Linked DNA regions of Mus musculus: region 1 is linked to region 2. The links are chromatin contacts, called in public promoter capture Hi-C maps. All regions are on one chromosome and are shown on one strand. The core of a region is the stretch at or near the end of the contact, and the rest is flanking DNA. Distances in the headings are between cores, read along the strand shown. Region 1 holds the start of Atp5j (ATP synthase, H+ transporting, mitochondrial F0 complex, subunit F). Region 2 holds the start of Usp25 (ubiquitin specific peptidase 25).

Region 1 (3,537 bases), core at 731-3,230, 7.8 Mb after region 2:
CATTGGAGAAACACAGGCAGAAGTGTCCACATACATATGCACACATAGATACATAGATGGATAGATGGATGGATGGACAGATGGATGGATGGACTGACAGAAATGCACAGAGGGTTTTGAGTGGTACCACTAATAGTTCAAGAATCGTTAACTATATGGCAGCTGATTGGCATAATGGTTATTAAACATATGTGAAGGGAGAGAGTGTATAATTTTCGCTACAAGGGCACAATTCCTGTCTGAAGATAATTTTGGCTGTCCTGAATAAGTTGAATGAAGGTGGCCTATAGTGGGTAAAGTTCGGGCACACTGCTATACTCCCTACAACATGAAAGATAGCAATCTTCCCTATTCTCATTTTGAAGAGTTATCTAAAGTGTCAATAGTACCAACTTCAACAAACCTGGTATAACATTTAGTACTGCTGAAAAAAAAATCAAATAAGCACGAGTTTTCATTCACCGATCCCGATAAAAATAAAACATTTGAGGAAATCAATGCCATTCATACTCTACCAGAGAATTATACAGGCGAAAGAGCTACAGGCAAGTAGACAAGACTTTATAATAAGAACACCACACTTGATTCATCCTGGAAATCTAGGAACACACTTAAGACATAATTAGTAAGGTATCAAGAATTCTTTAGCCCTAAAAATACTGTAAAATACTTCCATATTGTCCACTTAGGAAATACTCTCTAAGTGTTAGGGGAAGGTGCTTCTTTCAGTCTTGCTTATAGGTGATTAAAAAAAATATGTCTAAAGAAGGTTGTTTACCTAACATTCCACAGTCAACCTGCTCCCAATCTAACTGCCAAGACGGTCATTTCTTCTACAAGACAGGGAAAATACATTTTCACTTTCAATAACGCACCATCCCAAACAATGATTTCCAATCCCCACGTCTAATTTAGCGTACTCTCTGAACCCCAAACATACATGTATACTCACCTCCTAAGTCCTACTCAATCGTTCTAACAGTGACCACATTCTCTCTTACCAAAACTACTTGTTGTTTCTCCTTCACTGCCTTTCACTTTTTCAGATTAAATAGAGAATGCGATCTGTTCATGATCACACGGAAGACAAATGGCATCCTAAGTGTAGAACACCATTTGGGACAAATTCCGTACTGAATTAATATCCTGCACTAGCTTGCTGCTTGTTAGAGGTCTGATAGTAACAATATTGGGGAAAGCATGGTGGGGGTGGGGGTGGGGTAATCAAAGTTCAAACCCAGAGGTGTAGCTTTGGGAAGGCGCACGGCTCTCCTATTTATAGCGGTTGACTGACCAGCCTAGCCGAAGGCTAGTCCCTTTGCTGCTCGTGAGTATCTAATCATAAAGTCAATCGACAAAGCATGACTTCTAGATTGGATATAAAACTTTTAGGATATCACCATCGCCCTTTCCTGTCTTAGGAGGCTCGATCGCCGCCTGCATTATTCACAAGCCTGTGGCGCGCCGTGACCTTGGGCTGCCCCAGGCGGGCTGCAGGCTCACCACCCCGTCTTTTCTGCTTTTCGAGTCGGCCCGCTCTGCTCCCAGGAGAGCATTCACGGTCTTATTTAGTGAGCGTAAGGCAAATCTGAATACCCAGCAGGGCCGAGGTCACCTGTGACCCCAGGCCAGGCCAGGACGGTGCCAAGGACACGGGGCTGCGCTCTACTCCCAGGGCAAAGGTGACGGGCAGCCCTCTCTCCTCGTGAAGAAACCCAGAAGCTCAGTCCCAGGAGGCCGAGCTAGCCCAGTTACCCTCCCAGTCACCTTGCACTGAGTCCCGAGCTGCCAGAGTCACCGCCGCCGCCACCGTTCTACTTCCGGCCCTGGCTCCGCCTACACACGCCTACCCGCCATCGCAAGGCACTATGGGCCGCGGCTTCAGTCGTTCGACGCTCACCGGACAGGAAGCGCCTCGAAGGGAGTCTGCGACCGGACGCCTCTAGGTGAGACAGAAGCCAAACAGGAGGAGGAAGTGGAGGGTAAGTGCTTCCGGGTCCCTCAGCTAAGACTCCGCCATCTTTCCTACACTTTAACTTCACCCCCTTTTCCCTCTTGGAGACACTGCACTGTACGCATGCGTATTCTGGCCTGTCCCCTAGTTCAAGCTCCCTTCGGAGTCAGCGTCCCGATCCTTGGGGTTGGGGAGGTGGATGTAGGGTGGGGGTACAAAGGAGCGCGTAAAAACCAAAACCAAAACAAAACAAAAAACCAAAGCGGCTGGGGGGCGTTTGTGCCTCGTGAGCCCCGTCGTCGCGGGCGTTTCGGGCCGCGCAGCCTGCTGGGAGTTGTAGTTCCAGGCCCGGGGGTGCCTGGGAGGCGGGAGAGGGGCTGGGGTTCCTTAGCGCCGATTCCACGGGAAGGGCCCCGGGACCTTACCCTGCTACTCGCGGGAGCGGCGCGGCTCGCCCGGAGAGGCGCTGTACCTGGAGCCCGCGCCGCCGCCGTTCCCAGCCGGCTGTGGAAGCGCGGGCTAGGGCCACGGGACGAATTCCGGAGCTGGTGAGTTGCGGACGCGGGCTGGCGGGGAGCGCGGGCCCGCGCGGGCGGCCTGGTTCCGGGGCTTGTCCCCCCCCGCGGCCGCCTCTGTGTTTTGTTTCCGCTGGGTCCCCGGCGCTGCGACTCCCATTTCCGTTCGTGGAGACTTGAGGGAGCCTGGTGGGGAGGGGCGGGAGAGGCTGTGCGGGAAGCCGAGGGGAGGGGCGCGGGGAGCGGCGTGGCCCGGGCCGCGTTGCGGGACGCGGCGGAGTCGCCCGTCGCACGGGCGCGGTCCAGGCTCGGCGCGCTGGCCGAGCGCACAGCCCCGGGCGCTCCCGGGTCTCTCGGGAAGATGCCAGACCTGTCTGTCACCCGAGTCAGCCATCCCCGCACTAGCAGTACCGATTGCCCTTCTGGAACTGTCCTAGAGTCGCATCGGTGCAATCGTTCTAATGCATAGGATGACTTTCTGCGTCTTTCCCGAAGATGTCAGTGAAAGTTACTGTACCTTGCCAACTTCCCCCACTCCTCCCCCCGACCTTTTTTGGGGGTTGGTGTAGTGCAGTGAACACAACGATGGAGTTTAGGGGATTCCACCCTTAGGGTCCACAGCATAGAGAATGGTGCCAGCGCATCGTTTCACGATGACAAACAGTCATTTGAAACTAAATCCTTAGGTAGGCCAGTGAGATGGTTCGACAGGTAAAGGCACTTGCTGCCGAGCCAGACTGTTCAGCCTCTGGAATCCAGATGGAAGGAGGAGAGAACTGTCTGCTCTCTGACCTCCACAAGTGCGCATGCGCACCTTATAAGTGGTGTCTGGGTACGTGTAAGTTTGTGTTGGGTGTCACTTTCTAGCCTGGCTGACCTTGAACTTGCTATGTAGATTAGACCGGCCTAGAGTTTAGAGGCCTATCTGCCTCTATTTTCTGAGCGCCGGCATTAAAGGTGTGCACTACCTTGCCTAGCAAAATAAGTGCATTTTTTAATTGGTTATTTTATTTATTTACATTTCAAATGTTGACCCCTTTCTTGGCCTCCCCACCTCAATTTTTTTAA
Region 2 (3,395 bases), core at 682-3,181:
TATTGTACTACCAAATTCCTGAAGTTAAAGTTGAATATCTGGCAATAGATTTAAAAAAAAACCATTGTAATAGTTTTTTCACATTAATTTTTAACTTTTTAAAAGCAGTGGTCCTGAAGATCAAATGTGTAGCTATGTGCTTCCATGCTTACTACTAGTGAGCAGTATCTCAAATCTCAGGTAATTTTTGTACTTTTGAATGGAAGAAAATGACCTTGTAAAACTCTCTCCCCTGTGGAGAATCACAAAGCTACTCTGTGAATGAGAAGTTACAGCGCTGAGGTCTCTAACTGTGGAAACGTAGCTCTGAGGTCCATTCTCAGACACGTGCTCTCCGGGTCTGTGTTCTCATAAACAGCATGTGCTCTGGAATTCTTGCAGTATCCATAAAATTCCTCACCTCCAATCATTTCACAACCTTTGTAGTCAAGGATTTAGGACCATGAATGAAGTCAAAATTTAAAATTTGTCAAACGAACATGACAAATACAAGGAAGGAATCACAAAAGAGGGTTGAAGACATCCCAAAGGAAGATTAGATGTGGTTATAAAGTACAAAGAGTTATTACAAGACTTTTTCCGAGTTATTATGATGATATAAGACCTGGTATTTCTTGGATTCTTTACCAAGCCTGCTTTTCTTGCCGTGGATTAAATTACAGTCTAACTTGTATGTGCACTGTATTATTGTATTTGTAACCCTGTGCTCATTAATCTACCCTCCCCTGGGTCTCGGTCTTACTCTGTCCCTAGTTTAGCTGGTGCAATTGAAGATATTTTACTTCCAGGTTTCTTACTTACTGTTAGGCTTTTCCTCCAATTCCGTTTACAGTAGACTATTCCACATACGGTAGTTAATCGTTTGTTTAATTTGGCAACAGGGATATTAGAATTATGCATCATCTAGGCAGTGATTCTTTCATAATGTTGTTTGCCTTATGTCTATTCATTTAGATTCTCTTCAGTAAATAAACCTTAAATCCCCAGTCTAGCAGTGACTGTCACACATTCCAGTGCATGAAATAAACACAGAATGTCAGTCCTGATGTATGTAACGAATAGTTGAGAAAAGTACAGTCCAGAAGGACTTCTAACAGCGTTCTGCTTATTTGACTTTTTTCTTCCAGCAGGTTCATGGCTTGTGAAATTCCTAGAAAGGCTTGGGTGACATAGGAAATAGCTGGAGTTCTGGGCCCGCCCAGGTTTTGGGACATTACAGGTATGGAAGGACGTTGATTGTTTTGGAGACCGTTAGACAGGAAGGTGATCTGGTATACCGTCCTATGGCTCTAGCCTCGACTGGGGGTCGGGGGGTCGCAATGTCAGAGTTTAGCAAGAGCCTTAAATGGTGCACAGTAACCTGCAGGATGGGCGGTTCTGGCCGTCCAGCCCGCGCGCTGAGAGGAGCTTAGACGGAGGGCGGGGCCCACCAGGGGGCGGGGCAGCAACACAGCCCCTCCTTCCGCTCCCGCGGGTCACAATGTAGGGTTAGGACGGGTGGGGCGGGGCAGAGCGGGGGCGGGGCAGGAGGGCGGGGCGGGGGCGGTGACCGCGGCGAGGGAGGGGCTGGAGGCGGAGTCGCGGCGGCCGGAGGACAGCGCCATTCCGGGTGGCCGCTCCCTCCGTCCGCTTGCCGCCGGCCCGCAGTGGTCCCCCCGGAGCGGTCAGGCGAAGCTGAGTGCGAACGCGTGACGCGGCCCGGCTTGATCGTGCTCTCCGTCGCCTGCGCCCATGGGCCGGGCCGCCGCGGCTCAGCGGCGCTGAGGATCGGGGCGCAGAGGACCTGAGGCGGCCGCGGTGGCGCTCTCCGGTAGCGTCTCGCCGCTTGCCCGCGGGGCCCGCGTTCGCCCGCCGCCATCGCCTTCGCGCCCGGCTGGCGGGGGCGCCGTCCTCCCGGGCCGTCCGCGTCGCTGCCCCGGGCCCGGTAGAGCGCGACAGGCGGGGCCGCCGCGGGGGCCATGACCGTGGAGCAGAATGTGCTGCAGCAGAGCGCGGCGCAGAAGGTGAGGCGCGGGCTGGTCGCCGCTCCTCGACGGGCCGCGTGGCCTCCCGGCCGGCCGGGCCACTCCGGGAGCGTCGCGCTCGGTCCCGCGGGGCTGCGTGCGGAGCGGGGTGTGCAGTAGTGAGAGGCTTCGCGTCCACTCCCTTCTGCGGATTGCTCTCCCAGAACCGACGGCGCCGCGTCCCCAGAGTGACCCCCGCATTCCTCCAGTACTCACTCTGCCAGGCTTTGTAATTAAACTTTCTTCTCCTTCGCTTCCTTTTCCAGTCCCTTTTCTTCTGCAAGAATGTCACTTGTCACCCCTTTTGGACAGTTTCTCTTTCGGAGGTCTTATTGTGCCAGGCCTGCTGTTCTGGGGAAAAAAAAACCGGACCTCCCCAAAACGAATTACCTGTCTTCCAGGGCAGGTACATCGCATCGACCCAGGGTGGAATCTGTACAAGTAGAGTGTTTGGTTGGTTATTCTTTCTTTTCTTTATTTTATTCTCTCTTGGATCTAGAAAGTATCTCGCGCGTAAGGAGACCTTTATGGCTGTTACTCAAATCTTTTGTCCCCTAAGTTTGACCTTGCTCTCTTGTTCGTTCTTTACTCTAGCATCAGTTTCACGCAGAGTTAGGGGGGTCATCACATATTGTTTCTCGAACAGTATCTTGCTAGTTCTAGGTTTTACTTTAAGAATCTTTAAAAGCTCCAGCATAGCTTGCTCCATGTCCTGAAGAGCAGACGGTCATTACTTGTTCTGCCCTCCCCCCTCCCCCCTTATTGGTGTGAAAAGCATTTTGAGCACCGGGGAAATGTTGGCTTAGTTGAATTCTAATTGTAGGAGCAATTAGGTATACAGTGAACAGCCAGAGCCTCCTTTGGCTCATCGGTGTGAGTAATGGATGCCACACCCTGCTGTAGTTTTGACACTAGGTACTTGCTGTAAAGCCTACCTGTGCTTGTCTTTAAAGTGAGGCCTGTTGTACTAAAAAATAGACCAATACCTTCAAACAGCCCCCCCCCCCCGTTTTTTTCTTTTTGTCATTAAAATAGTTTTAGCATTTTATGTTCCTTGAGATAACCAAAGATGTCAGAGAATGTTGGAAAGTAGGGATAGTGCATTGTTATTTTAGACACTTTGGTTAAAGTTGGTTTTGGAGCCTATTTTAGTCTATGCTTCTTGCACATTGAGACGATTATGGTGAACTGTGATGTAGTTTGTAATGTGGCAGAAGAATTCAAGACTGAATAACAATAACGAAGAAAACAGTTGGCCTCCCAATTCTGTATGTTGTTCCTAGAACACTATAATCTTTAGATGTTGATGTTGAATGTGTGCTGTAGTTTTGGTTGGAAGGTCATGGGATCTTTGGCATGTTAAGCAATAGGCTCAGTAGCATTTTCTTTATA

The links. Promoter capture Hi-C pulls out the DNA fragments that hold promoters and counts their contacts.
Region 1: a contact with region 2 is called in a promoter capture Hi-C map of pre-B cells, with 4 times the contacts expected there. The contact joins the promoter of Atp5j here to the promoter of Usp25 in region 2. A contact is called at or near these places in 1 of 39 promoter capture datasets (pre-B cells) and 2 of 484 Hi-C or Micro-C datasets (CD4 T cells and the HPC-7 cell line).

What each region holds. Positions count from the first base shown.
Region 1 is chr16:84,833,042-84,836,578 of GRCm38.p6, forward strand. It overlaps Atp5j (ATP synthase, H+ transporting, mitochondrial F0 complex, subunit F), which reads right to left and starts at 1,981. Exons shown (of 4, transcript NM_001302214.1): 1 at 1,768-1,981. It overlaps Gabpa (GA repeat binding protein, alpha), which reads left to right and starts at 2,083. Exons shown (of 10, transcript NM_008065.2): 1 at 2,083-2,502.
Region 2 is chr16:77,012,138-77,015,532 of GRCm38.p6, forward strand. Usp25 (ubiquitin specific peptidase 25) reads left to right here and starts at 1,932. Exons shown (of 24, transcript NM_013918.2): 1 at 1,932-2,003. The coding sequence starts at 1,959.